Regions from separate parts of the Mus musculus genome. Here all the other regions are linked to region 1. The links are chromatin contacts, called in public HiChIP or PLAC-seq and promoter capture Hi-C maps. All regions are on one chromosome and are shown on one strand. The core of a region is the stretch at or near the end of the contact, and the rest is flanking DNA. Distances in the headings are between cores, read along the strand shown.

What was found. Promoter capture Hi-C pulls out the DNA fragments that hold promoters and counts their contacts. HiChIP or PLAC-seq counts read pairs in DNA pulled down with a chosen protein or histone mark.
Region 2: a contact with region 1 is called in a promoter capture Hi-C map of pre-B cells, with 2.9 times the contacts expected there. The contact joins the promoter of Clk2 here to the promoter of Hdgf in region 1. A contact is called at or near these places in 2 of 39 promoter capture datasets (liver and pre-B cells).
Region 3: a promoter capture Hi-C map of pre-B cells shows a contact between it and region 1, with 2.9 times the contacts expected there. The contact joins the promoter of Pmvk here to the promoter of Hdgf in region 1.
Region 4: a promoter capture Hi-C map of pre-B cells shows a contact between it and region 1, with 5 times the contacts expected there. The contact joins the promoter of 4632404H12Rik here to the promoter of Hdgf in region 1. A contact is called at or near these places in 4 of 39 promoter capture datasets (hippocampal neurons, liver and pre-B cells) and 1 of 115 datasets of contacts at active chromatin or transcription factors (pancreatic cancer cells).
Region 5: a contact with region 1 is called in a promoter capture Hi-C map of hematopoietic stem and progenitor cells, with 5 times the contacts expected there. The contact joins the promoter of Cks1b here to the promoter of Hdgf in region 1. A contact is called at or near these places in 5 of 39 promoter capture datasets (erythroid cells, hematopoietic stem and progenitor cells, liver and 1 more) and 1 of 9 other capture datasets (liver).
Region 6: a promoter capture Hi-C map of the HPC-7 cell line shows a contact between it and region 1. The contact joins the promoter of Mtx1 here to the promoter of Hdgf in region 1. A contact is called at or near these places in 2 of 39 promoter capture datasets (the HPC-7 cell line and pre-B cells), 1 of 484 Hi-C or Micro-C datasets (B cells) and 1 of 9 other capture datasets (adipose tissue).
Region 7: a contact with region 1 is called in a FOXA1 HiChIP or PLAC-seq map of pancreatic cancer cells. The contact joins the promoter of Trim46 here to the promoter of Hdgf in region 1. A contact is called at or near these places in 2 of 39 promoter capture datasets (neural stem cells and pre-B cells) and 1 of 115 datasets of contacts at active chromatin or transcription factors (pancreatic cancer cells).

The regions. Positions count from the first base shown.
Region 1 is chr3:87,903,590-87,907,694 of GRCm38.p6, forward strand. It overlaps Hdgf (heparin binding growth factor), which reads left to right and starts at 2,732. Exons shown (of 6, transcript NM_008231.4): 1 at 2,732-3,125. The coding sequence starts at 3,039.
Region 2 is chr3:89,162,416-89,166,206 of GRCm38.p6, forward strand. Clk2 (CDC-like kinase 2) reads left to right here and starts at 2,380. Exons shown (of 13, transcript NM_007712.4): 1 at 2,380-2,691. Gm45927 (predicted gene, 45927) reads left to right here and starts at 2,380. Exons shown (of 19, transcript NM_001310017.1): 1 at 2,380-2,691.
Region 3 is chr3:89,457,466-89,461,536 of GRCm38.p6, forward strand. It overlaps Pmvk (phosphomevalonate kinase), which reads left to right and starts at 1,653. Exons shown (of 5, transcript NM_026784.3): 1 at 1,653-1,999. The coding sequence starts at 1,905.
Region 4 is chr3:89,771,436-89,775,112 of GRCm38.p6, forward strand. 4632404H12Rik (RIKEN cDNA 4632404H12 gene) reads right to left here and starts at 1,965. Exons shown (of 2, transcript NR_130957.1): 1 at 1,067-1,965. Ube2q1 (ubiquitin-conjugating enzyme E2Q family member 1) reads left to right here and starts at 2,174. Exons shown (of 13, transcript NM_027315.4): 1 at 2,174-2,603. The coding sequence starts at 2,277.
Region 5 is chr3:89,416,698-89,420,882 of GRCm38.p6, forward strand. Cks1b (CDC28 protein kinase 1b) reads right to left here and starts at 1,594. Exons shown (of 3, transcript NM_016904.1): 1 at 1,458-1,594. The coding sequence starts at 1,516. It also overlaps a transcript of Shc1 not described here.
Region 6 is chr3:89,212,283-89,215,929 of GRCm38.p6, forward strand. It overlaps Mtx1 (metaxin 1), which reads right to left and starts at 1,625. Exons shown (of 8, transcript NM_013604.3): 1 at 1,531-1,625; 2 at 595-664; 3 at 401-480. The coding sequence starts at 1,611. It overlaps Thbs3 (thrombospondin 3), which reads left to right and starts at 2,898. Exons shown (of 23, transcript NM_013691.3): 1 at 2,898-3,042. The coding sequence starts at 2,964.
Region 7 is chr3:89,244,223-89,247,979 of GRCm38.p6, forward strand. It overlaps Trim46 (tripartite motif-containing 46), which reads right to left and starts at 1,675. Exons shown (of 10, transcript NM_183037.2): 1 at 1,493-1,675; 2 at 1-189. The coding sequence starts at 1,555. Krtcap2 (keratinocyte associated protein 2) reads left to right here and starts at 2,216. Exons shown (of 5, transcript NM_025327.3): 1 at 2,216-2,293; 2 at 2,556-2,710; 3 at 2,843-2,906. The coding sequence starts at 2,290.

The sequences.
Region 1 (4,105 bases), core at 1,482-3,981:
GTTTTATTACTTAGGTAAATGTTCATTTTCCTTTTAAGTGATCACAATCTTGGGACATGCTGGCACTTTAAAGAGACTGTGAACAGGACACTGTATGGTTAGAAACTGTGAATAGGACTCTATACAGTTAGAATTACTGTGTGAGGATTTTTTTTTTACATACCTGTGATGGTCTTTGTCACAGGTTTATTTATTTATAGATGAGGTCTTAACTGAATGCTAGAGAAATCATAAGGTCAGTTGCCCTTTCTTAAGGCCTTACTGCTCCAAAGGTGGCGGTTTGCAGGTGCTGCTCTGTCTAACAGCTTGTTAGAAATGCATACACCCCCAAACCTGACAAAATCTGCTCTCTATGAATTCCCAGTCGCAAAGAACAAAGGGAAGCCTGACTCCCCAAGGGTCTAGGCTTCTGCTCATGCTGTAACTGAGCCTCTGAGGTGCTTGGCTTGGCTCAGGGCAGCTGGGGGAGCGGAGGTAAGGACTGGATATTAAATTGCAGCCAAAGCCAGGAAGGTTTATGGCAACAAAAGGAACCTGCTTGTGGCGTGCTGTCTGCATGGGCCATTGAGGGAGGGGCCGGGAGGGCTGCTGCCAGCAGAAAACTTTCTTTGTGTGTGTGTGTGTGTGTGTGTGTGTGAGAGAGAGAGAGAGAGAGAGAGAGAGAGAGAGAAGCTGAGGATCAAATCTAAGGCCTCTTTCCTGCTCTATCACCCGAGTTCCATTCTCAGCCCCATCAAGAATTTAGAAGTTGCTCTTGCTCTTCCTCTCTGCCCCCCCCCCCCCGCCACCCCTCCTCCGTATTCATGGCTACTCCTCTACCCACTCTGCCTTTCTCTGTCTCTACTACCCCCTCAACTCCCCTCCCCATGCCCTAAATAAACTCTATTCTACACTAAAGTAATAATAACTTAGAAGTCTTACTGATACCTTTTAGCCAAGTGGAGAAGAGGGTAGGACCCTCAGTTTTAATTAAATTGGAATGTGCATGATTTGAGTTTAAAAACATGTAAAATTTCATACTTATAGGACACAAAAAAAAACTCATTAAACTTTTTTTTTTTTTTTTTTTTGGTTTTTCGAGACAGGGTTTCTCTGTATAGCCCTGGCTGTCCTGGAACTCACTTTGTAGACCAGGCTGGCCTTGAACTCAGAAATCTGCCTGCCTCTGCCTCCTGAGTGCTGGGGTTAAAGGCGTGTGCCACCACGCCAGGCATCATTAAACTTTTTAAAGAATTTGTGATTAGGGTTGAAGAGGTGGTCAGTTGCTGCTCTTCCAGGAGACTCAAGTTCAGTTCCCTGAACCCATGTGAATGGGCTCACAATGACCTGCGACTCCAGCCTCAGGGGATCTGACACTCTCTTCTGCACACCACACATGTAGCATGCATTCACAAACACAAATAAAAACTTCAAATCTGAGCTGGTGAGATGGCTCAGTGGTTAAGAGTGCCTACTGCTCTTCCAATGGTCCTGAGTTCAAATCCCAGCTGTTTGTGGACCATTTGAACTCATACATGGTGGCTCACAACCATCCCTAATGAAATCTGAGGCCCTCTTCTGGAGTGTCTGAAGACAGCTACAGTGTCTTACAAATAATAAATGAATAAATAAATATTAAAAAAAACCTTCAAATCTGCTGGGCAGTGGTGGTGCACCCGTTTAAGAGGGAGAGGCAAGTGGATCTCTGAGTTTGAGGCCAGCCTGGTCTACATGAGTTTCAGGACAGCCAGGGCTACACAGAGAAACCCTGCCTTGAAAAACCAAAAACAAACAAACAAAAACCAGAAACCTTCAAATCTCTTTAAAAAGAGAGTATGCAGGCCAGCCAGCCAGGGCTACATACTAAGACTGTCTCCCCCGGCAGTGGTGGCACACTTCTGTAATCCCAGCACTTGGGAGGCAGAGGCAGGCGGATTTCTGAGTTTGAGGTCAGTCAGAGTGAGTTCCAGGACAGCCAGGACTGCACAGAGAAACCCTGTCTTGAAAAATAAAAAAAAATAAAAAAAAAAGACTGTCTCAATAAAAATAAGATATAAAACAATTAGATATAAACAACAAAAAACCCATTGCACAGAGATGTAATTACAACAAAATCTTGTTTGGTTTGAGATCTGAGATCAAGTTTTGCGCACATCATTCCTTAGAATATAACCCAGGCCAAATACAGTCTTCAAATTAATACTATATATCTCCAAACTAGATTTAGTGGTATCCAACTGTCTTTATCGTTTAGGACCTCCTTATTCTAGTGAGGGTAATTGGTGATAGTCCAGATACAGCTGTTAATTTAGAGTAGACTGAAATGGTAGGACTCGAACTCTTATACCGCCACCAACAGAAGCACGTGGAGTGTGTGGGGTACACCTCTTGCCTTGGCGGTCTAACTAGTTAGAAGTCAGAGGCGCAGAGCAAATACGTGGGTTGGGACATGGCACGTGGTAGGGGGGACAGAGCGCAAGGCAGGCCACAGTAGGCCCCGCCTGGCCAGGGCATTCAGAGGAGCCCGGGGAGGGGCACGTGCAGCCTGTCCAGCGGGCGCCAGCTCCTTTTGGGCTGGCACCCACCACCCGCCCGCACACAAAGCCCGCTCGGCGCGCTCGGCACTCGGCTCTTCAAGCCTGTGCCTCTGAGCCCCGCCTGGCGGCCTCCAGGTTGGGTGTGAGGCCGGGGCAGGCTGTAGGCGTCGATTGGCTGCGCGCATCGAACCGCCGCGGGCGGGAGCGCGAGGGGAGGAGTGGGCCGCGGGGGGTGGAGGAAGCGGCCTCGCTCGCGCCGAGGAGGGAGCAATTGAATTTCAAACACAAACAACCACACGAGCTAGCGCTCCCGGAGCCGTGTGTTGCCCACCGCGCCCGGCCCTGTCCGAGCGGCGCGCGGGCGCAGACGCCGTGGCTGCCCCGGAGCTCGCGTCGGGGGCCGGCATCGAGGCGGGGGCCGCGCGAGGGCCGGAGCGCAGCGGCGCCGCAACCGCCGCACGCGCAAACTTGGGCTCGCGCTTCCCGGCTCGGCGCGGAGCCCGGGGCGCCCGCGGCCCCGCCATGTCGCGATCCAACCGGCAGAAAGAGTACAAGTGCGGAGACCTGGTGTTTGCGAAGATGAAAGGATACCCACACTGGCCGGCCCGGGTGAGTGGCGCGGCCGTCGCGGGCCCTGCTGCGGGTTGCATAACGCTCGGGAGGGCACGGCCGCCGAGCGCGGAGCGGGCGTAGGGGCAGGGGTGCCAGGCCTGTTCTGGCTGGCGGGAGCCCACCACCGCTTACATAACGGAGGCGATCGCGGCCGGCACCTGGCGGGCAGCGCCGCGTGCTCAGTTCGCCCTCACCCCTCCGTCACAGCGGCCGAGGCTTCGGGCTCACGGTGGCGGGGGGGGGGGGGGGAGCGGCCCGATGGTGTGTCGCTTCTTTCGCCGCGAATCCCAACCCCTTCTCGGAGCCCCGCTTGAGCCCTGAGTCTCCATTGATAGTTGCCTCCAGTTCAGGTTTCTCTGGCTGGACGAACGGGTGCGAGGGGTCTCAGTTCACAGAGGGTTAGGTGGATGTAGAGTTGGCGACTCACAAACTTTCTTGGAGCATTTTGGTAGGAACTCTGAAGTTGGGAGGGTCGTGAAATGTTTGGGGACGACTTACTTAAAAATGGTCTTGCCTGGCCTGGTGACTCTGCCATAACCGATTTAGCCCCCAGCTCTACAAGAACATCCCTCCATATGCCTCCAGCTCAGACTTGGAACTGGAGGCAGCAGGGCCCCCGTGTGCTTTGGGAAATCCAGTACAGACGACCTTAGCGCGGTGTGGGGGATTGTGGGACGCTGGAGTTTCCTCGGCTTCCCATTAGTGAGCGTCTCCAGTCAGGGAGGCCGGTGTCAGCCATGTGGTTGTTTGAACCCGCCAAGAGTAGGGCCTTCCCCATTCCAGCACCTGGCCAGGTGGGAGGGTGGGGCAGAAAGCCTGCTGTGTTTATCACCTTCCCTCCCAGGAAAAGGTGTGTGTGTGTGTGTGTGTGTGTGTGTGTGTTGGGGGGAGGGTTGCTTCTGGGAATTTTTCAAAACGATTGTAGAGGGGGCCCTTGATACCGAGTGAGGGCATGACTCAGCCCCTTAGGGTGTGGA
Region 2 (3,791 bases), core at 1,130-3,629, 1.3 Mb after region 1:
GCCACCAAGCCCGGCTTGTTTTGACTTTTTAAAGATTTATTTACTGTAGCTGTCTTCAGACACACCAGAAGAGGGCGTCAGATCCCATTACAGATGGTTGTGAGCCACCATGTGGTTGCTGGGAATTGAACTCAGGACTTCTGGAAGAGCAGTCAGTGCTCTTAACCACTGAGCCATCTCTCTAGCCCCCCTGGATAGATTCATCGATTCTCTCTCTCTCCTCTCTCTCTCTCTCCTCTCTCTCTCTCTCCTCTCTCTCTCTCTCTCTCTCTCTCTCTCTTCCTTTTGGTTTTTTTTTCGAGACAGGGTTTCTCTGTAGCCCTGGCTGTCCTGGAACTCACTTTGTAGACCAGGCTGGCCTCAAACTCAGAAACCTGGATCTCTTTTTAACACAAGGAATTTCTAAACTATTTCTTGCTAACCAGTCTAGTCTCCATTTGACTATTCACCCAGTTTCACTCTTATTTTCCTTAACTTTAATATATTTATTAACTGAGGGTTATTTTTATTTCCCTTCCAATTGTCCTTTCTGACAATTACCCAGTACCTTTATTTTTTTTTCTTTTTAAGAATTATTTATTTATTTTAGGTATATGACTGTAGCTGTCTTTAGACATACCAGAACAGGGTATCACATCCCTTTACAGATGGTTGTGAGCCACCATCTGGTTGCTGGGAATTGAACTTAGGATCTCTGGAAGAGCAATTAGTGCTTTTAACAGCTGAGCCGAGCCATCTCTCCAGCCCCTTCCTAGGACCTTCAAATAGTGTTGTTTTTCTCCTTTTTTTTTAAAAAACATTTATTTATTTGTATTTTCTTATGTGCATTGAATATTTTGGCTTGCATGTATGTCTGTACACTACATGCATGAAATGCCTGAGGATACTAGAAGAATGTTGAATGGCCTGAAACTGGAGTCACAGGGCACATGAGTCACCATGTGGGGGTTGGTTGGGAACTAATACAGGTCCTTTGGAGGAGCAACCAGTGCTCATAACTGCTAACTTATCTCTCCAGCCCCTCAACAACAACAACAAGAACAAAAAACAAAACAAAAGATAAAACAAAACCAAACCTTTGTTTTTGAGACAGGTTATCAGTGTACTCAGGCTGGCTTTAAATTCATTATATAGCAAAAATAACCTTGATTTCCCAGCAGTGGTGGCGCACGCCTTTAATCCCAGCACTTGGGAGGCAGAGGCAGGTGGATTTCTGAGTTCAAGGCCAGCCTGGTCTATAGAGTGAGTTCCAGGACAACCAGAGCTACACAGAGAAACCCTGTCTCAAAAAACTGAAGTAAAAAAAAAAAAAAAAAAAAAAAAAAAAAAAGGAAGGAAGGAAGAAATAACCTGGATCCTCCTGCCTTCACCTCCTATGTCCTGGGATTGGTTACGTGTATAGGTTGTATGTATGGCTCTCTTGCCAGGGCATTCTGGGCAAAAGGCAAGTACTCCACCAACTAAGCCACATCCTGAGCTGGTTTGATTTTGAAACAGTCTCACACTGCAGCCCATGCGGGCCTTGAGCTCCTCCAAATAATCCTGCCTCAGTCGTCTAAGAGCTGAGATTATGAGCATGAACCACCATGTTTAGCTGCTGCTTCTTCCTTTTCGTTTTCTTCTTCTTCTCCTTCTTCTTTTGTACTATTTAGTAAACTGAAGCTGGAGAGATAGATGGTTCCGTGGTTAAGAGTGCAATCTTCTGGCAGATCCAGCATCCACAATGGTAAGCCCTCAATTGCCTGTAACTTCAGCTCCAGAGGATCTGACTGGCCCCTTCTTCAGGCCTCATGAAAACCTGAACTGAAATGCACATACCCTTCTACAGAAACAAAAATAATTTAAGGTAAATCTAAAAAGAAAGGAAGATGATTCGGTAAATTTATACTTAATACAGATTAGTTAAAACACAACGGCGTCCGATTCTCCTTCCTCTATGTCTGTGCACCTGCCCCAAACATGAAATACTTTTGTGCAGAACAAAGAGGGAACCTTTCTTTGCTGGCGTTCGGAAGCAGGAGGGTATATATTTTCAAGTTTTGTTTGAAGAACCAGACTTCACAAAACCTCACTGGAGTCGTTTGCTCAATAGCGATACAATGTAAATAACTAACAATCCTTTAAAACAGCCAATATTAAATAAGCCACAAATTGTCTTCTGGTGAAGAGCAAGAGGAAGGTGTCATGGGAAAGGATAAAAAGACCTAGAGACTCAACAAACACGTGACAAGCTCCGAGCGCCTCGAGACCCGAACCAAGAGGCGCACCCACCGCTTCTCTAACTCTGGAAGGCGCAGGGGAAGCGGCTCACTGGCCCGAAGGGCCCGGTGTCGGGGGGCGGAGCCCATCAGAGGCTGGGAAGTGACGCAGGACGTGCGTGCGTCTGTGCGTGCGTGCTCGCTCACGGCGGCGGCGGCGGCGGAGCGGAGAGGCCAGAGCCGGAGACCGAGCTGGGATCGGGCCCCGGGCGGGGGCGGTGCGAGAGGCGCCGAGCGGATCCTGGGGGCGGGGACGGAGCCCGGGCGGGCGGGACTGGAGCAGAGCCCGGGAACGGGGCGGGAGGTCCCAGGGCCCCGGGTTGGGGGGTGGAACCGCACTTCGTCGCCGCGGGGGTGCCGGGACTCCGGCCGCAGTGCCGCCGCCATCACGGACTTCCTGTGGGACAAGCGCACGGGCCTCGCCGCCAGAACGGTGAGCGCGCGGGCTGGCGGACCTTGGGGCCGCGGAAAGATGGCTACCGCCAGACGGACGGCAACGGGATATGGAGAAATTAGGAGTGTCGGGCTCTCGAAGCAGCAGAGTAGCGAGATGAGAGGGAGGGAGGTCGACGTGTTTCGGTGTAGCAGCAAGACCTATAGTAAACTTGGAAAAGCCTTAGAAGTGATGAGGTAGACACCGGAGCGGTCCCAGTCGTGCAAAAGTTGGACCAAGGGTTTAATACGATCCGAAAAGTGTTAAGATGGCAGTGTAGAGGAAGAGTTTGAGGCTAGGAAATTATTCTAGCTTCTCTGAGTAAGCAAGGAAGAAACAGGGTTTAGAAGTTAAGAAAGTTAGGCTAGATATGCTTTTCTAGGAAAGAACGCAGTGGCTTTGTTGGTTGGTGTCCAAAGTGAGATTGCATTTATGTTAAGTTAATCAAGATAGGGTTACCTGGGAAAGCCTCGTGCTTGCATCTTCTTGGTTTCCTGTCAGCCACTTTAGGCCAGTGTACCATAGGCTCACTTTCCTTAAGAAGGTTGTGAGGAAGCGGCCGAGAATGGTGACCAGATGTTGGAGTCAAACCTACAGACCTCATGTCCTGGGCCAAGACTGCCCCCGAGGCTCATCGTATTGCTGGATATGACAGTGATTTTGCTCTGATTTTCCCCTTTGACCAAAACAGGACTCATGAACCCTAACTAGTCCAGTTTCATTTAATGGAGGCCCAGCTGCCGGCCAAGTATTACTGATACTAATTAAGAAGTACTTAGTAGGCTAGGGATATAGTTCAGTTGATATGGTGGGGGTCACTTAGCTTGCATGAAGCCCTGGGTTGATCTCCAGCCTTTGTAAGCCCCAGCCATCTGTAATTTTTGCACTTGGAACTGAACTAATATCAGAAAATATTCGTGGCCATCCTAGGCTACATATCAAAATCGACACCAGCTTAGGATATGTCAAGTGTGGTTTTGCAAGTCGTTCATACCAGCACTCAGGAGGCAGACACTAACAAGATCTCTGAGTTCAAATTCTGCCAGATATGCTTAGTAAGTTTAGCCCAGCCAGGGTTACATAATAGAACCTTGTCTCAA
Region 3 (4,071 bases), core at 403-2,902, 1.6 Mb after region 1:
CCCTGGAACTGGAGTTACAGATGGCTATGAATCACCCTGTGGCTTCGAACTCAGAGATCTTCCTGCCTCTGACTCCTGAGTGCTGAGATCAAGAATGTGTGCCACCATTGCCTGGCTTAGGCAAATACATTCGGAAGTTTTGTGATTGGGACTAGAATTCCAGGGAAATTTGATTCCAGGGTGGGGCTGAAGGAAGGGGTGAGTTATGTCAGGCAGGTTCAGAATTCTGGGTGGAAGTTCTGATTTCTTTTGAGTGAGGGCTTAGTGAGCAGGAGGCCACAAGTGACTTCACCCTATATAGGCTTCGTTGGCCTGGTGAGAGCCAGCTTTCGGTGGGACCCAGAGAAATATTTATTGCACAGAGGTGGGACAATGTGCTGACTTACAAACTGTGAAATCACAGTGCTTAAAACAAACAGTCTGCTGTGAGTGGATACTTTAAAGTTTACAAAGTATTTTGTTGTACAGTTCTGCTTTCCTCTGTTTACCAAGCCTCTCACTTCCTTCTCTTTATTTTATTTTATTTTATTTTATTTTATTTTATGGCCCAGGCTGGCCTGGAATTTGTCTGCTTCCATTTCCAGTGCTGGCTGGCACTTGCCACTAAACCTAGTTTATTCAGTGCTGGCCCTCAAACCTAGGCTTAGGCAGAGGCTCTATCAACAGACAGACATCCTCAGTTCTGGCGATCCTCCCCGGTCCACTCTTTCTGTACCTGACCACTCCTGTTCTTTATTTTAAAATGATTTATGTGTTTTGCCCGTATGTCTGTGTACCTCGTGCATGCAGTTCCCACAGAGGCTAAGGGAGGGCTTTAGGTCCTCTGGAACTGCAGTTCCAGCTGGTTATGAGCGGCTAGGTGGGTGTTCAGCAAGGGCAGCCAGTGCTCTTAGCTGCGGAGTCATCTCTTCGCCGAAGCCTCTTTCGAATACGCAAAGAAATGATTTTCCTAAGAGTTTCTTTACGTTTCACTTTGGTTTTCACAAGACTTTGCAGTCTTATACACTGGAGGCAGTCATAGGCTGCAGGCTTTATTTTGATAAGCTTAGAAAAATGTAGGACAGCAATTTATATCTACAGATAACAGTAAGTAGGTGTCAGAACACTCTTAGTTTTGCCTCTCAACTTCTGGCTGGATGTTGGTCTCCGGAGGAAATTGGGTAATCTTGTTCAGAGTGGCGTCAAAACTCCTTAACCTAAGTTACTAATGTCACCAATGTTCTTTTTCGAGATTCTGAAAAGCTTTGGAGAGGAGTATGCGGCTAAAGAAAAGATCACTTAGTTCCAGCTGGAGGCTTCAGCAGTTACAAAACCTTTTCAACAGTGAAATAGCATACTGTTCATTAAACCCCTCCCTCGCTATGACGTCAAGAAACACACCCTATCATGTCATTGTCTGGTTACTTCTTTGGAAAGAGCTATTTTTAGTGCGGGGCAAACACATATTTGCTTTAGAGCATGAGTTATAACGTACAAATTAAAAGGCAGATTTGAAAATGCCTTCAACATTACTATTTTTCTTTATCTTTATGTTTGGCCGGTTGTGTAGAAGGGAACTTGAGGCTAGTCTTTCCAGCGTCACTCTCGGCTCACCTTGTCAGCCGAGAAGGCGGGGCCATGACGTCACATCTGGGCGGGCGTGGACTGTTCTAAGTGCGTGCTGCGCAGGGGGGGGAGGGCGGGGGGGGGCGGGAAAGGTACTTAGATACTAGGCTGCAAGGCTCTTTCCCTTCCAGTTTCTACGCCCATTCTCTGCGCGCTGGTTTCGATGTGGGCTGTGTAGTGTGGAGAAGGAGTGGGATCCCTCCTCCTTTTTGCTTCTACTGAGCGGGTCCACTTCGTGCTTGGCTGCATTTCAGGGGTCCGAAGTGTCAGCTTTAGGCCTGGTGAAGCTTGGTGGCACCATGGCCCCGCTCGGAGCCTCCCCGCGTCTGGTGCTGCTGTTTAGCGGGAAGAGAAAATCCGGGAAGGACTTCGTGACCGAGAGGCTGAAGAGCAGGTGTCCGCGGGTGCAGGGAAACCGAGGAAGGGCGCTACCGCAAGTGATGGAGGGCTTTATGGAGGGAGCTCGTGGAGGGCAAGGAGGGACAGGATGACAGGGCAGGGGAAGGCAGACCCTCACGGTCAGTAAAACAGCAGCCTGCACAAATCTCCCTCAAAGAACTAGGGGACTGCCACTGCAGATCTATGAAGATGTAGCTCTGCCTTCAAGAAACATGAATTACTACTATTACTATGCTGGCACCTTCAACGTGCCATTCCTGTTTGATGATTGTGGTCTGAGGTAACTGGCCTAGATAAGGAGACTAACAAGACTGTAAAGGTTTTTTTTCAAGACCACGTCCTGAGTGTGTCTGCTGCAAAGAGAATCTGCCCAGAACACCCTGCAATGGCAGGAATTTATGGAATATTCTATGCCAGGTGTTGTGCGTCTATATCATCTCATTTAACCTATTTAGCTTCTTTACCAAATAGTGGTATTAGCAATCCCATGTCACAGATGCAGAAGCAGGGGCCCTTAGGAGCTAAAACCTGGTGTGTGTGTGTGTGTCTCTGTGTGTGTGTGTCTGTGTGTGTGTGTGTCTGTGTGTGTGTCTCTGTGTGTGTGTGTCTCTGTGTGTGTGTGTGTGTGTGTGTGTGGTCCAGCAGCAGGGAGAGCTCATACATGTAGGAGTTCAAGGCCAGAGTGGACAACATGGTGAATTTTTAGTATTAAAATTTTTAAATTTGCTAGGGTTATAAAGTAGCAAACTCAGGATTTAAATTCAGCTTGGCCTGCCTGGAGACACCGTTCACTCACTCTGCCCTGCCTGGAAACACCATTCACTCATTCTGTCCTTCCTTTCTAGATATTTATTTTCAAAGATGTGTTTATGTGATGGGTGTGGGTTTGTGCCTTGGTGTGTGCGAGTGTTCTTGGAAGCCAGAAGAGGGCAGGTGATCCCCAGAACTGGAGTTACAGATGGTTGTGAGCCTTCATGTGGGTGCTGGGAATAGAGCCTTGGTCTGTAAGAAGAGCAGCACTGGGATTAAAGGCATGTGCCACCACACTTGGCCCATCTTCAGCTTTTAAGAAAGCATGGTTCTCGGGGTTGAGCTAAGACTGTCAGGCTTCTGAGGCTCGCCTTTCCCCCAGCCTTTTATTTTTCTTAAGTGATAAGAAAATATTCTAGGAAACACTGTTTTTTGTTTTCTTCTGGAAACTTGGGCTGGGAAAGCAGAGAAGGGGGAGAGAGAATGCTGGGGCTCCTCTCCAAGGGCAAGGTGGTCAGGACACCACGTGTGAGGTACCACAGCCATTCCAAGAGGTTCAGGGGAGCCCTGGGCTGAGGTTCTTACCCCAAACCTTTACCACTAAATAATCACCATCGGTGTCTAAACTTTACTTGTTCTTAGCTCCACACATAGGCAGAAGAACAGCCGGAAGCCTAGACGATGGATGGGGTTCGGCTGCTGGGAGTTCACGGCCTGGCTCAGTGCTTAGTGGATGGTGTACTGCAGATGTCTTATCTGTTCTAGTCAAGTTCTGCTATTGTTAAATGGGCATTACATGGGATGGCTAAAAGAATCAAAGGAGCCAGCCTGTCCCGGAATACAGTGTTGGCTATTTTAATTTACTGTTTCATTACCCACAATGTTACTTTTCTTTTCTTTTTTTTTTTTTTTTTTTTTTTGATTTTTCGAGACAGGGTTTCTCTGTGTAGCCCTGGCTGTCCTGGAACTCACTTTGTAGACCAGGCTGGCCTCGAACTCAGAAATCCGCCTGTTTCTGCCTCCCAAGTGCTGGGATTAAAGGTGTGCGCCACCACCACCTGGCACAATGTTACTTTTAGTTAACTTTCTTCACTCATCCTCATTTTCTTCATCTGGAACAAGAACCAGGCTAGTGAGGTGGTTCAGCAGACAAAGGCACTTGCTGTCAAACCAGTTGTCCTCTGACCCCCCCCACCCAGAAATGATTTTTTAAAGCGGGGAGCACCTATTTCATAGCACACAGGAAACAATTGTAAGTACACTGAGTATCTCAAAAGGGCAAATTATTAATGTTGCGGTAACCAGGTCAACGTTTAC
Region 4 (3,677 bases), core at 715-3,214, 1.9 Mb after region 1:
GTAGGTTGTTTTTAATCACTTGCCTCTGCATTCACTAAATAAATATATCTACTTCATTTCCAGTTCAGATGGCAACCACACTCATGCCCAATTATCTTAGGTATGATTTTACATGAAGCTTAGCAGCAACCAAAAGAGCTGAGATGCTGAGTGAAGTAGCAATAGAAGGCACCATGCCCCACTGACCTTGACTTCTGGGTTTCTCAATGACAAAGCATAGCATGGATGAGGCCCTGGGCTCAATCTTCAGGACAATAAGTAAATGTATACATTTAAAACTTGTATATGGGGTTGGGGACATGGAAGACCTAAAGTTCCAGTTCCTTGGGTAAGGGCTAAAGGTCATGTGATCTGTGAAAAGTTCTAAAAGGAAGTGTGTGGGGCTAGTAGAATAGGGGAGTTGAGCAAGGTGGTGCATGTGTGCCTATAAGTTAAGCACTGGGAAGCTAAGACAAGAGAATAAGATTCAGGCCAGCCTGGACTATATAGCAAGACCCTGACAATAACAATAAAGGAAGCAGGCAAGCAGACAGAACAGGGTAAAGGACGTGGAGACAGACTTAGAAGTTCTGCTCAGTATCTATACATCCTGACCTTTATCTGTAAAATACAGGTTAAAGCACTCACCTTGCAATGGTGTTAAGGGTTAGAAATATTTGCTTAGTATTCCTGGCTTGGGGAATGCTTGATAAATTAGACTTTTTACAATTACTCTTTTTGTGTGTGATGATGGGGGAGGGTGTCAAATTTGGAGCTTCTACTAGCTAAGCAAGCATTCTACCACACCCTCAGCCCTTATTTATTAGTTATTTGGCCGAGAAAGGAGTTTACTAAGTTATCCAGGTAGGCCTTGGCCTTCTGACTCTCCTAGATAGTTGCGACTACAACCCTGTTCTGCTAGGACTGGCTTACCCTAGTATTTTATGCTTCCAGCTTGTGGACATAGGCACAAAGATGGTATGCAGCTAAATGTTCAGGCTGCTCTGGTCATTAGAAAAACCAGCCCCACCCACACACCCACACTCATCCCCCCAGGCTCAAAGAACACGAATTTCTTAAAACATACGGAGTTAAACTTGGCCTAGTAAAGCTTTCTGCTAACATCACTGAGTGAATCAGTAGCCCAGCACCAAGGTACAGTCAGCTTCCAAAAAACATAGAGGTGGTGACGGTAGACGGGCCAACGGCTCACATGATGAATTGGTCCCAAACCCATCAGGCCTTACAACATCCTGGCACCTGCCAGTTTGCAGCTCTGGGTTTCAGGACCCTCCGTTGTCCTTTGTGATAGTGCCACCTAGTGGGAACGACGAGGTACTGCCGCAAACTTCAAGCCCCGTTCAGGATCAGTGCGACGAGGTGGGAAGAAGAATAGCAGGTAGGCGTGGGTGTCGTCTATGCAACCCCTAGCTTAGTACTCTGCACTCACACATAACGAAGCCCTGTGATTCTGTGGAGGAAGCCGCACCATCTGTCCCCTCAGACGTAGCTGACCAGCGACCATACTCGATACTTCAGTATCCCTGCACAGAGCCTTTGGGAACAGGCTAAAGAGGCCTCCCCGTCTTGTACAGTGCCATTGTTGTGATGGAGAAACTGAGGCTCCCCAGGAGCGTAGATAACCCAAGGTCACACACCATAGAGGAACCGCAGGGAGATCCAAGTCCGTTTCTCCGACCGTAGCGAAAGGCGCCTTCCCGCCGCAGACGCGGAGGCCGGTGACCCGGCCCGACGACCCCCATGGGAATACAGGACAGACACGGCCATGCGCCGCACGCGGGGGCCGCGGGACGCAAGCAGGAAGCCAGAGTCCCGCGCGGGGAGCCCCTGGGAACACAGGCACCGGCCACGTGACAAGAGACGCCGGCCATGTGACAGGGAAGCGCTGGCAAAGGCCCCCCGGTGCACGGTCACGCACGACGCACGTACACGCACGGAAGCGCTTCGAGCAGCGAGGCGAGGGCCTAGGGTCACATGTGGAGGGTGACAGGCGCGGGCCGGGGGGCGGGAAAGACGCGCGGATCACGTGCCGGGGGCCGGAGCTCAGAGGTCACGTGAGGCCGGAGGCGGGGCCGCCGCGGAGGGGGAGGGGCGCGCGGCTTCCGGCGGCCGTGGGGGGGGTGGGCCGGCGAGCGGAGGGGGCCTGTCCCGGAGGTGGCGGCGGCGCCATCTTGGCGAAGGGGGGATCAGGAAGTGCGGACCGCGGCGGCGGCGGAGCCCGGAGCGGAGGCCGGAGGCTCCCGGCCCGCCGGCCCCGGAGCGGAGCGGAGCGGAGGATGCAGCAGCCGCAGCCGCAGGGGCAGCAGCAGCCGGGGCCGGGGCAGCAACTGGGGGTCCAGGGGGCGGCGCCGGGGGCCGGGGGCGGCCCGGGAGGGGGCCCGGGGCCAGGGCCCTGCCTGAGGCGGGAGCTGAAGCTGCTCGAGTCCATCTTCCACCGCGGCCACGAGCGCTTCCGCATTGCCAGCGCCTGCCTGGACGAGCTGAGCTGCGAGTTCCTGCTGGCCGGAGCCGGAGGGGCCGGGGCCGGGGCTGCGCCCGGACCCCATCTCCCCTCCCGGGGATCGGTGCCGGGGGACCCCGTCCGCATCCACTGCAACATCACGGTGAGGACCTCGCTTGCGCCACGCTGGGGGTCCCTTGTCTGGTGATCGAAATCACACCATACAACCTCCTGCTCTCGAAGGACCCGGAGGCCAGAGCCCCCCTCTTGGTGCTTGGCTCCTTCTCTCCAGGCTACACTTGTTTCTTCAGCTTGAGGTTCTGTGGTGCAGTCACAGTCTCTACTGTTGACCCCTGAGAGCAAGGGACATCGGGACATGTGGCCCCTCAACCACCTCCTCCTATGAATCCACCCACACCTCAGGTTTTATGATTTTGGCTCCTTCTGCTTACTCCTCCACAACTTTACCATGTCACCTAGAAATGACCCATTCTTCTCCCCACCCCAACTCTAATAAGATTCCAGGCCTGTGCTGGAAGGACGTAGCCTGGAACTCAGCCCGGTTCCATAATGACCCTTCTCAGTAGTTCTTTCCACTTATATGTACCCACCTGTAGGCTCCCTGCCTAGGCATCCCTCGTACAACCCCTCTTTGCTCCCTGAATTTCACTAAAGAATAGTGCCGTTCATTGACCCCACGTTGGATCTCCTCTTACTAACTCTGGTGTAACTAACCTTTAATTCCTCTTTTTGCCTTGGCTCGTAGCAGCTTTGCCACTTCCTCCCCACTCCTGGGGTCACATCTGCTTATCCTAGGTGACTGTCACCTTTTCTGGTGGTGACAGCAATGTGTGTTTTGAGCGGCAGCAGTGCCATCGCTCCCCAGTAGGCATCGTTCCATCCTACCTATCCTTGGTCAGGAGGCATCTTCCATGCGTCCTGCCTTATTTTATTCCCTAGTGTCCCTTGAGGAAATTGTTGGGTGCAATTTTATAACAGCTGGTACTGCGCGATACAGTGCTCACGTTGTTGGATAACGCCCACTGTAATGGTCTTGTCCCTCCTGGAGCACCTTTATCCACACTGGAAACGGGAGTTGCCTGGGGGGAAGACAGACGTGAATTTTGTGGTTCTTGGAGGCTTTGATTCATTTTTTTTTTCATGGTGTTTTCTAGCCCTTTCTGCCACCAAACCAGGTCGTGGTTTGGTGAGGTAACTTTGGGAGTGGAGTAATAAT
Region 5 (4,185 bases), core at 344-2,843, 1.5 Mb after region 1:
AGATGAACCCTGTCTCAAAAACACAAAACCAAACAACCACAACCACAACGAAACAACAACAAACAAAAACAAGAAAGAAAGCAAAACCAAAATAAAAACACCATGGGTTTTCACCACTTTCATAAGAGTTATTAAAACCACAAATGAGCAATTTGATGTGTGACTCCTGGGTATGAGATACTGACGATATTTGTTTCTCCTTTGATCACAGGCCTCACAGGCCTCTAGCTGGTTACCTACTCTAGGACTGTGTGGAAAGGCCTTTTACGGAACAGGTATGAAGACAAACATGCAAATGTTCATACTTCTAAGGGATGTGCTATGATACTTGGAAAATCCCAAGCTTTCCCAAACATAAGTTTATGGCAAAAAATTACCTGACTTGACTCAGGCTACCCCAAGTAGATTTACTTTATCATGCTCAGTGAAGATGTACTAAATGCTTCTTCCTTTGTGATAATAACAAGAGCCCCACCCCATTGTTGTCCAAATGTCAGAAAAGAGCTTCCATTCTAACTGTGACTTCGATACACAGAACCAAAAAAAAAAAAAAAAAAAGAAAAAAAAGAAAAAAAAGAAAAAAAAAAAAGAAACCCAAACAAACCCCTCCTTTAAACAAAAATGCCAAGGCTAAGCTGGAGTTACAGCTTCCCAGAGATGAAGCCACTCATTTCTCCAGCCATGCAAATGCTGTAAGTGTAACATTGTTACAGACGTGGAAAACAGCTGAGTACTTTACACTTGAGACAAGGTTCCATCTGTAGTGTGATCTGGGCTGGACCCTATGACAATCCTGCAGCCTCAGCTTCCAGAATGCTGAGATTAAAGATGTGAGCTACCGTACCAGCTTATCTTGCACCTTAACAGAAAACACTTGAAACCTCTATGCGCGCCATGAATGATCAAGTATTTGAAAGGTATCTACCCACGGCCACAGTCTTCATGCCACTCCAAGTCCTGTAAAAGCCTATCTAAAACAAGGCTGACAACTACTCATCTTTTTTATAAACTAAAAACCACCAACACTGAGGCTCTCTTAGAACCGTCCTTTCATCAAGAGCATGAAACTTTCAGTTCTGCACGGGCTACCTTCTTTCTCCCAGCAGACTTTGAGATTTCAGTAACGCGAGCAGTTCCTATTAGGGAAATCGCCACAACAAAGTTGCTTTAGTGATGTGAATTCCCAGAGGTAAAACTGATCAGAGCTACAAGACGCTTCAATTTAACAGCCGGCCAACTCTAAGTTCCCTTTCATTGTTTTACATCCTCCGTCCACCTTTTGCGCATGTGCTTTGCTGCTGTACCCAATCCCACCCCCACCCCACTCCCCGGTAATTCCTTGCGCACGCGCCCGTTCTACACTGTCCCCCGCCCCCATCCCCCGCCTCCCACTCCGGCCTAGGTAACTAACTCCTCGCGTGCTCTCTTTTGTCTGTAGTCCCCGCGCCGGCACTAACCGGTATTCGAACTCCTCGTCGTCGTATTTGTCCGAATAGTAGATTTGTTTGTGGGACATGATTGCTCTGTCCGAGGGCGCTCAGCCCCGCGCCGCAGGCCTCCAGACAACTCCCAGCAGCACGCGCTCCCACCCTCTTTGGCCTCGCTTTCAAACACACCGCCCGCACTTCCTATTGGTCTCTGCGGCCGAAGGCGGGACAGCTCCATTTTGAAGTCCTCGATTGGCTTGCTTTGGCGTCTCTTCAAGTCGTAAATGGAGTGCTGTGCTCAGGTTTCTGAAGAATGAGCTGGGTCAAACTAGGATTCTCATTGGCTCTCACTGCGCCCCTTGAGCCTGCTGGCGCAGCCATTGGCCAACTTTGGAAAGCAGACGGGTAAAGGAGGGACAGCGAGGTAGGGGGTCAGGGGTTAGTGAGGCCGGAAGTGAGTGTAATAAAGTTTGTCTGGGGAGGCCCAGGCTGGGGTGAAAGTTGGGGCGGTGACTTAAGCAGACAGTTGCGTGATCCGGAACCAGATCGGCCCGCGGTGCGGTGCGGAGACTCCATGAGACCCTGGTAAGTCTAGACTTTCTTTCTGTGGCGACCAACTCCTCTTCCACCCCGGAACCCCTCTCCCAGGACCCTACTTCCGGTCTTGCTGTATAAGTCCCGCCCCCGAGACCCCTCTCCGGAAGTCCCACCTTCCTACTTCAAGGGGCTCCCTGAACCCCGACTTGTCTCTTATGATCGCGACCACACCCTGTGGTCTTACTTTCCTGGGAATCGCACCCCCAGACGTGTTTCCCAGCACCATATGATTAGTCTTCCTTGTTCTCTCTCTGAGTCTGCCTCTTCAGGATTCTCGGTTGAACCCAGTCTATCCATTGCCTGGCTTCCAAAAGAGGGAAAACCGTGCTTTTGAAAGACCGATGTGACTTTGTAGAAGTGACGCCTCTTTGGGACCCCGCCCCTTTGGGACCCGCCCCTTCCACTGTCCACGTCCGATCCTGGGAATGTGCCGTACTCCCTGTTTAGGGACCTTGTCCCCTCAGGATTCTCCTTCCTCTTGGGCTTGGGTCAGTGCCGCAAAACCCAGGTCTTAAATGCCTGACGTTTCATCCGCTTCTATATCCCTCTCCTTGTTTTAAGCTTTGGGCTTAATTCTCCTGAGCTCTGGTGCTCCATAAGGTGGGGGGTTGAAATTTGTGGTTGTAAGGAGTGAGCTTATTAGCAGCGTCGCCCCTCTCCCCTCTTCGCCCACCCCCGTAACCTTCGAGAGTGAATTAAGTCGAAGGGACTGAATTTCGTTTACAGCTGGAGAGTGGATGAAGGAAAGGAGACTCTTGACTCCTTTGAGACCCCATCCCAAAGACAGCCATAGATGGCACCTTCCCATGCCTGGATTGGACTAAGCATTGGTTTGTGTGAGCCTAACGGGAGTCAAAGTTTTCCTGCTGTCAAAAGAAAAACTGTTTTGGAGACAGGAGTAGAGGTTCTCGTCCTTTCCGCTGTTTTTACAAGACCCCTCCCCCTATCCAGATATTCTAGTTTGGCATTCATCCTGGCCCCACTTGCCTAACCTTCCCTGCTGGAAACATTCCTGAGGCTTTCGCCATTTCCTGCTATTTCCTGCCCCTCCAGCTTCCTCCCTGCTGTGCCGAGGTGTTTAACGCGGCTTTTCTCCTGCCCTTACTACCTAGCCTTGGGTGCAGGAGGCAATCTCTAAGCAAACTTAAAGGCTCGTGTTGACTTTTTCTTCCAAATGCGGGCACCTCTTGCTCATCCCTGGCCTTCCGATATGAAAGCTCCCAGGAAGAGCCATCTCTCAAGATGACACCATGGTGTGTTTGTGTGATTGGGAGTGTAAGAGCTGAGGTCTTAGCAAACAGAATGACAGAATTTCTTTTCAGGAAGAGATGTGGTATTCAGTAACAGCTTTCCTGGGATGGGGACTAAGCACAGGGGAGAGAATGAAGGGTGGTATTTAAACTGCTTTAAGTGCTGCTGAAGAGGTCTGAAGGTAGACACTTTGAGCAACCTCCGCAGCCACAGCAGCGGTTAGGCAAGTGGAGGCAAACCCCGGTGATTGGTTCTCTGTAAGTTCCAGGCCATCCTGGTCAGCCTGGTCTACAAAGCAAGTTCCAGGGCAGTCAGTGTTGTTACATAGACAAACCCTATCTTGAAAAAACAAATAAGCAAAAAGTATCTTTTATTTCTTGTATTTGGTTTTTTTTTTTTTTTTTTTTTGGTTTTCGAGACAGGGTTTCTCTGTATAGCCCTGGCTGTCCTGGAACTCACTTTGTAGACCAGGCTGGCCTCGAACTCAGAAATCCACCTGCCTCTGCTGGGATTAAAAGGGTGCACCACCACACCCAGCTACTTTTTTTTTTTTTTTTTTAAGGGAATAAAGCGATAGTTTATTCTGGAGCTATTTTGATTGGTCACTTTCTTTAAGTTCCTGAATGGCCTTAAGCAGAGCTGTGGCAGGAAACTGTGGGCAAAGAAATATGGGTTTGGTATTATTATGCACTTATGGCCAGACTCCAACTTCTAATATCCCTTTCTCCTTCCTGTCTTTATTAACACAGATTTGTTTATGACCCTATTATCCCTTTGTGGCTTGTAGGCACCAGTTCTGTTTCTTTCCCCTACCTCCAAGGCCAACTCCTCCACTAGCCTGAGGTACACTGTCAGGTGGTTTACTGCCTGTAAGGAGTAACAATATATCTGTAGGTCCGAGGGGTGGCTG
Region 6 (3,647 bases), core at 375-2,874, 1.3 Mb after region 1:
CTATGTAGCCAAAGATGATTTTAAATTTCTGATCATCCCACTTCTACCAAGTGCTGGGATTATATGCGTGTACCACCATGACGGTTTATATTAGAAATTCCTTTCAGGTCTACCCGGAAACCAACTGCTGTTCTCTACTCTTCTTTATTTTCCATGTGTCATCAGCCTGTGTATTTCTCTTCCTCCCTGCCCATTTGATTTCTCCGCTTATCCCACCCCACAGCCCCTTAAGTTCACTATCTGGCCAACTGCTTGTCACAGTCACACTGCATCCCCCATGCTGCTCCTCCCTGCTCTGGATCACACTGCTCTTGCCTGGCCTGTGTCTGGTGGCCAATAAATAAGTTACACTTCACGGACTGGATTTCCTCCATTGTCAGCCCCCACTCAAGTCACCTACCTCTTTACGAAGATGGGTGATGATCTTGTGTGGCACTGTAATGACTTTCCCATCACTGGTTCGAAGAGCAGGCAGAGTTCCTGATATTGAGAAAGAAGTATACTCACAGGGTCCAGCTTGCCTAGTCATACTCATTTGCATTGCATTCCTGTCCCCTGCTCCTCCCCTGGCACATTCCTGTCCCTCAGGGATACCTGAAGGGCTCTGCCAAGGATTGCTGGTCTTGTGTATCTTCAGTGGGGCGCCTGTAAATCTGGTATAGGTCTGCAGGGAAGGAAGCAGACGGTAGAGAGGCCAGGGTATGGCTTCATAAAGAAACCAAGAAAAGAATCCGTGACTCAGTAAATTATGTTCTATGGTCTATACTTTTATACCAAAAGGAGAGGCGGAAAGAGGGTGTCATTCCTATTTACAAATGGGCAAACTAGACCAGACAGTTCATGGACATGTTTATATGTCCATTTCCAAGATTAAACATTAGGAAAAGATTTCTACCCTTATGCCATCTACACTGTAAAGCCTATTCACAAAAGCTTTTCCTAATTAACTTCCCTCTTCCTGGAAGTACTGATTTACTTTGACAGTCTCTGTATTCTGTTTCTACTTTACATCAATACACGTGATCGTTTCATTATTTGCTTACATGTTTGCCTTTCTGTTAACAATTTCAATACAAGGGTCAAAATCGTATTGCAAGGGAATGTTTTTTACTCTAAGAGGCATAATAAATGTTTTTTGCAATCCCGAAGACGTTGAATGAAGAGAAGCAAGTCTGCCTAGTTCTAAAGGTCTTCCTACACAGTCTGGCTGTGGGGCTGTCTGGTCTACGAAAACGAGATTCAATGGATTCATAGCGGAAAAAGAAGAGATCGTCCAGAAGGGGTTATCCCAAGGTCACCCAGCCAATAAATGGATAGGCAAGGTCTAAACCCATCTTCTGAAGCCCTGACCAAGCCTACTTCCACTGCTACACAAATCGATCCTAGGAAATCCGGACGTAAGGCGCGGAGCCCACATCGGCCTTCGACTGCCTCAGTTTCTCTCAAGACGCATGCGTCTCGGTTCTCGGCAAAGCTCGAGCACCCACTCCGGCTCTCCAGAGATCAGAGGACAGGTGCATGAGCCCTCACCAGCACGGCCAGACTATCCAGGTCCACCGACGGCAATCCCCAGCCCCCTGACCAGCAGAACAGCTCCATGGGCGCCGCCATCTTGTACGCTCTCTGACCCGGAAGCACCTTCTCGTATGCGTCGGCCTTCTCTCGCCAGGAACCGCCCCTGGTCCCCGCCTCCCTGGCCGCCGGGGCTTTGGGGTCTGGGGAGGCGTGGCTCTTGGCGGCCTGAGCCGCGGCGGGGCTGTGAGAGGTGGGGCATCGGCCTTCTGGGGAGCGCCGCGGGCTCGTCCTGAGGCGGCCCCCGTAAGGGAGCAGGGCCGCCGTCCAGACGCGCTTGGGACTTTCGCGGCGCCTCTGCCGAGCGTAGCCACGAACCGCCGGCGACACGGAGGGCTTGGGAGAGGGGCATCTGGTGCGGCTTGTCGGTCTCTGGGGGCACTTGCCAAACTGCACATGGCCCCGACAACCCCGGGCCCTCTCAGGTCTCAGCCCTGAGCGGACGCCGCGGGGGGGTCCCCCGAGCCGCATGTTTTCCACTGCGCGTTATGTTTGGAGAGGGCCTCGCGCTGCCTGTCGCCATGGAAACAAAACAGGGGCGGTGGCGGCGCCCGAGCTGAGGCCCGGCTGGGGCCTGAGTGGGGGAAGGGGAGGTGCGGCTCGCGGGCAGTTGCCTTCGTAACGGGAACTCCTGGTCGGTCCCCAGCTCCCCTCGGGTTCACCCCGGACAGGGCCATCCCGCGGTATCCAGTGTTCCCCAGTCCCATCCTCGCTCCTGTCTTCTAGTTTATGGCTCTAGCCTCTGGTGATGCTTTCCCCTTTCTGATGTCTTAGAAAGCCATCAAGTTCTCGTCGGTGCTTCCAGATTTCTATTTTCCCAAGAGTGAGGGGAAATGGAGGAATGGGCACATGTCAGGGACGCAACACACCGTAATAAAAAAATTTTTTTTTTTTTTGCTGTGCCACATCAATAAGCCTCGTGTCGTACGTAGTCTTCTAGGCACTGTAGCAAAGGATGGTCCACTGACATCCATTTCCGCCAACCGTGAAATAATGCCTAGAACCTAGAATTGCCCAAGGCAGGGGATTCTGACTTTTCCAACCACTGCTTGCAGAGAACAGTAGCATTTGGTAGCGCTGTTAAGTTGAAAGCTCCCAAGAACCAGATGTCAGGCTAAAGGGAAGCATCTTTGAGGAAAATCATTATGGTGGAGCAGGAGGCAAGGAAAGCTCTGGGACTCTTTCCCAGTGCCTCTGGTTTCGGGAGCCGGTGATGCCTCCAAGGTGATTGGCAGCTCTTTGTTTCAACCCCCCCCCCTACCCGCCTGCTCCCCCCCAACCCCCCAGCTCGCTCCTCAGTCCCTCCGCCCCCCTCCTGCTCCTGCTCTCCGCCTAGTCTTTTTCCCTCCCAGTCGCCTTGCCTGCCAGGGGTAGTGAACCGGCTAAGCGGCATGGAGAAGCCGGAACTTTGGGGTGTCCTGGCTCTCCTCCTCCTCTGCTCTTACACGTGTGGCAGTCAGGACCTTCAGGGTAAGCCTGCATTCATCCCCCTTGACACCTCTTTGTCTCCTTTCTTTTGCCCCCAGGCAAATAACAGACCACATGTGAGTTTGAGAGAGAGGGAAGAGTCCTGAAATGGGTTGGAGAGAAAAGTTAACACTGCGAAGAGTGAAGGGTTGGTGATAATGTAGGAGGGGTGGGCACCAGAGTGGTGGGTGAGTGCAGATTGGTGCAGTGTCAGGCACTGAGACCAGGATGGATCCAGGAGGACTCCACGACAGAGTTAGTCTCAGAGCATCAACAGGATAGTCTGGGCAAGCAGCTTGATTGATGGTGACTGCACGGTGGGGGACCCTGGGCTTGGTTCCCCCCCCCTTTACTCTGGCTCTTGGTTTCTAAAAGATAGGGCGGGGGTGGGGATTGGGCAGCTTGAACTCTCCCGGAGGTCTGGTGGGGGGATGGCCCATGGGTGGTGTAGGAGAGGTGGTAGGAGCAGATGACACAAGCAAAGATTCTTTACTGGCTGGAAGGGAAACCACAGATTGGCCAGGACACAGGAGGAAGAGATGCTGGCTGGGTCCTACATTCCCAGGGGGGAAAGACTAAACAGCGATGGGAGGGTCAGAGCGCTTTGT
Region 7 (3,757 bases), core at 425-2,924, 1.3 Mb after region 1:
AGGGGTGGAAGCAGGAGAAGTGGGCTCCGAACTCGGATCCCCACCATGGCCTATGTACCCCTGCTGGCCCAAAACCTCCCGGGCACAGGCCTGGCACACGTTGTGGGTACAAGGCAGCACTAGTGGCTGCTTGTACATCTCTTGGCACACTGGGCACAGCAGTTCCTTCTCCATGTTCTTCATGCTTGTCTGTGGAGGGACCAGGAGGTTGTGTGAGAGCTAGGACACTTGGGCAAATCTCAGCCCGGTCCCTTGGCTGCCAGGAAGGGCAGCACAAGCTACCTACTGCTTTGGCCCAGTACCCGCCTTCGTTGGTTCACACACCTCCCCAGCTCTCTGTCTCCTGCTTCAGCGCCCCTCTTGGGGAGCTTAAGGTCCACCAAGAAGGTACAGTTGGAGCTCTGGCCTCCCCCACCATCGCGCCCCACCCCCATCACTCCCGCTGCAGCAGTGCTGGCAGGCAGTCCTCCCGCCTCACCTGTCTCCATCCCTCCATCTCTGGATTAATAGCATTTATTTCAAGGGCACCACCCATTCTACAGCTGGGTGTTGTCCCCCGCCCCTTTCTCTAGCAACCCTTAGACGCATGACTGCTCCCCGCGGCCAGGGTGCGCTAGCTCTCTGAACCGGCTGGGCACTGGCCGGCGCCCCAGCACCCATCCTCCATTCTTCAATTCTATTTCTTCCAGTCTCCCCAAATCAACCCATCTCTCTTTGCCTTCTATACTAGAGCTATCAGACCCAGTCTGGTGGAGAAATTCGGCCTGTTTCAACCCTTTGCTCAATCTAGGGTGGGGGAGGAAGGAGCGCCCCGCCTACCTGCCCCCTCCCCACCGGAAGTATCCCTCCCCCTTTTGGTGAGGGGTCTTCTGGCTATTCCCCACCCCCACACCTCACCTTGGTCCCTCTCTTCGCAGCCATCCCGGTCAGGGGCGCAGCTGACACAAAGGAGGGAGGGAGAGGGAGGGAGGGGGAAGGAAGTGGTGGGGGGGAGCAGGGTTGGCACCGCCTCTGGGAGAGACGGGCACGGGTTACCATGGCAACGGGAGGCTGCACGGCAGCTAGCGGGGGGGGGGGTTGGGGGCGGTAGGGGGGGTGGTCGGGAGGGGTCCAAATTGGGAACTGCACCCAGGAGCGGTTTTTTCATCACCCCACCCCACCCCCCGCCACACCTGTCCTCAGTTTCTTGGAAAACATCCAAGCTCACACATGCCCCTTCTCATAGCCCTGGTGCACGCCTGGCAGCTACCCCAAGCCTACCCGCTGGGTCCGGGCAGCTTCTCGCTGCCTACACCCCAGCAAACGGGAGTCTCACCACTCGGCTGTCCCCAGGATCCCTCCACACTTGCGTCTCCGCCCTCCCAGTCATTTCTGTCTTAACTAATCCCTTCTCTATAATCCATATTCTTCCTGGACCCCCACCTGTTCAAGGGTCTGGCTTGCCCCGACCCTTTACATCCCCTCCCTTCCCCTTGACCCCACCTTAACTCACACTGATGCGGACTAGTGCATCCATGATGGAAGTGAAGGTCTGCATATCCTCACCCTCAGCCATGGCCCTACTGTGCCCGCCCGCCCCCGGGTGCCCGATCCTGGCTGCTGCTGCGAACCCGGGGCTTAATGCAGGAGCCGGGTGGGGTGAAGGGAGGGGTGGGGAGGGTGAGATGTCACTGCGCATGCTCCAGGGACTAGCTTCGAACTGCGTCCGTCGAGGTAGGGGGTGGGAAATAGTTCTTCCCACGTGGTTCTCCAAAGGCGGTCTAGGGGGTGGGTAACATGGAGGGTATTTGAGGTAGGAACCATTCCTCCTATTAGAAGCTTGCATCGATTCCTGGTCATACTACTCACATAAAGCACGAAGCTCGTTTCAGAAGAACAACTCCAGGTGGACGGTGCTACATCTTGGGTGGCACATATCTTCGGGAGTTGTTGAGGCAATTATAGTGGGTCAGGGAGGTCTGAGGAAGTTGTACGGGAGATGACATGAATAGCAATGAAGGCACAGGTGACTCTAGGCCATGGGATCATGACTGAAAGATGAGTGCAGCTTGTCCAGAGAGACAGCAGATGCCTTGGCTACAGAAGGCTGGAGACCAAGCAGGGCGGTGGCCTAGAATGCTCTTAGAAGCATTATTTCCTCCTTGCCACAAGAGGGCGCTGCACCCAAGGCGCGTAGAGGAAGAAGTAAAGCAAGTCCACGTTGGCCCCGACGCCTGCGTACAGACAACCGCGCCGGCTTTGGCTCCCCTCTTTCTCCAGGGACACGGATTGGACCACGGACGGGGCGTGATGGGTAACCGCACCGGCGGGATGCCCGGGCTGCTCTAGCGGGAGTGGGCGTTGGGGTGGTCCTCTTTTCTCCGTAGCCTCGGTAAAGCTGACGTGTCCTGGGAACTAGCATTTCCTCCGGACAGGCGGGAACTTGGGTGTGCAGGGCCGGGTGGTTCCTGGAGGTCGCTGTGGGGTGGGGGCTGGGTCACTTGGAAGTGGTTGGTGAGCCAAGCTCCGGAGTGAATCTGCCTGAATCTTAGCCTGACTCTTTTTCTCATTTATAGTAGTCGGTACCGGGACCTCCTTGGCGCTGTCCTCCCTCCTGTCCCTGCTGCTCTTCGCTGGCATGCAGATCTACAGCCGCCAGCTGGCCTCCACCGAGTGGCTCACCATTCAGGGGGGCCTGCTGGGCTCCGGCCTTTTCGTCTTCTCCCTGACTGTATCTTCCTCGCGCTGGAAGGGGAGGCGGGGGTGTATGAACAGAACATGGGCGGGAGTGGGTGGCAAGGGCTTTGCAGTCCCTCTACTTCCTATCTTGTTGCGTGAGTTTCTCCTTAATTACATCACCCAGGCCTTCAATAATCTGGAGAATCTGGTCTTTGGTAAAGGCTTCCAAGCAAAAATCTTCCCTGAGAGTAAGTGAAACTCAATAGTTAACTGGACTCTTTTTTTTTTAAACCTCTCCCAAACATGATGCCGAATTTCCCTGTGCTTAGATGATAAAGGAGAAATACATTTGCTTAACACAATCTTGAAGACAGAAGATGCTTTCAGATTAAGCATTTTATTGGAGCTGGAAGAGAAGCACAAAAAGGGGGGAGGGGAGGGGAGGGGAGGGAGAGGAAAAGAAAGAAAAAGGCCAACCTGGTCTGCTCTCAGGACAGGTTTCAAGTGAACAGTCAAGCCTGGGCTGATGTCTGATAGGCATCCAGGAGAAGGTGTTCTTTGTCCCTGTGAGAGAAGAAAGCAAAACCAAGCCCACTGAGGGATTCTGATGTGGAACTGAGCCCGCACTATTGACTGCTGCTGGAGGAGATTGTGAAGTCTGTGTTCACTGGGATGTTACCAATAGCAGGACCCCTGACAGAAGGAGAATAGAGAATAACCGCTAGAGCTCACTCTCTTTCTCTGCATCCGCTTGTTTCTCTCTTCCTTTCTTCTCCTCCCTTCTGTAGCCCACACTGGCCTTGAACTTCCTGTGTGGCTGTGAATGACTAAACCCTTGACTTGCTGATCTTCCTGCCTCCACTTCCCAGGTCCTGAGATTAGCACTACCTCATGTAGTTTATGAGGTGCTGGCGATTAAGCCCAGGTCCTTGAACATGCTAGGCAATCTCTCTCCCAATGGAGGCACATCTCCAGCCCTGATAGATCAGTTTTTGTGTGTGATAATTCTTGTTAGATGGTTCATATAGAGATCTGATGGAGAATAGGGCTCATAAAACAAAGTCGGCATCAGGACCGAGCCACTTGGAAAGCCACATGC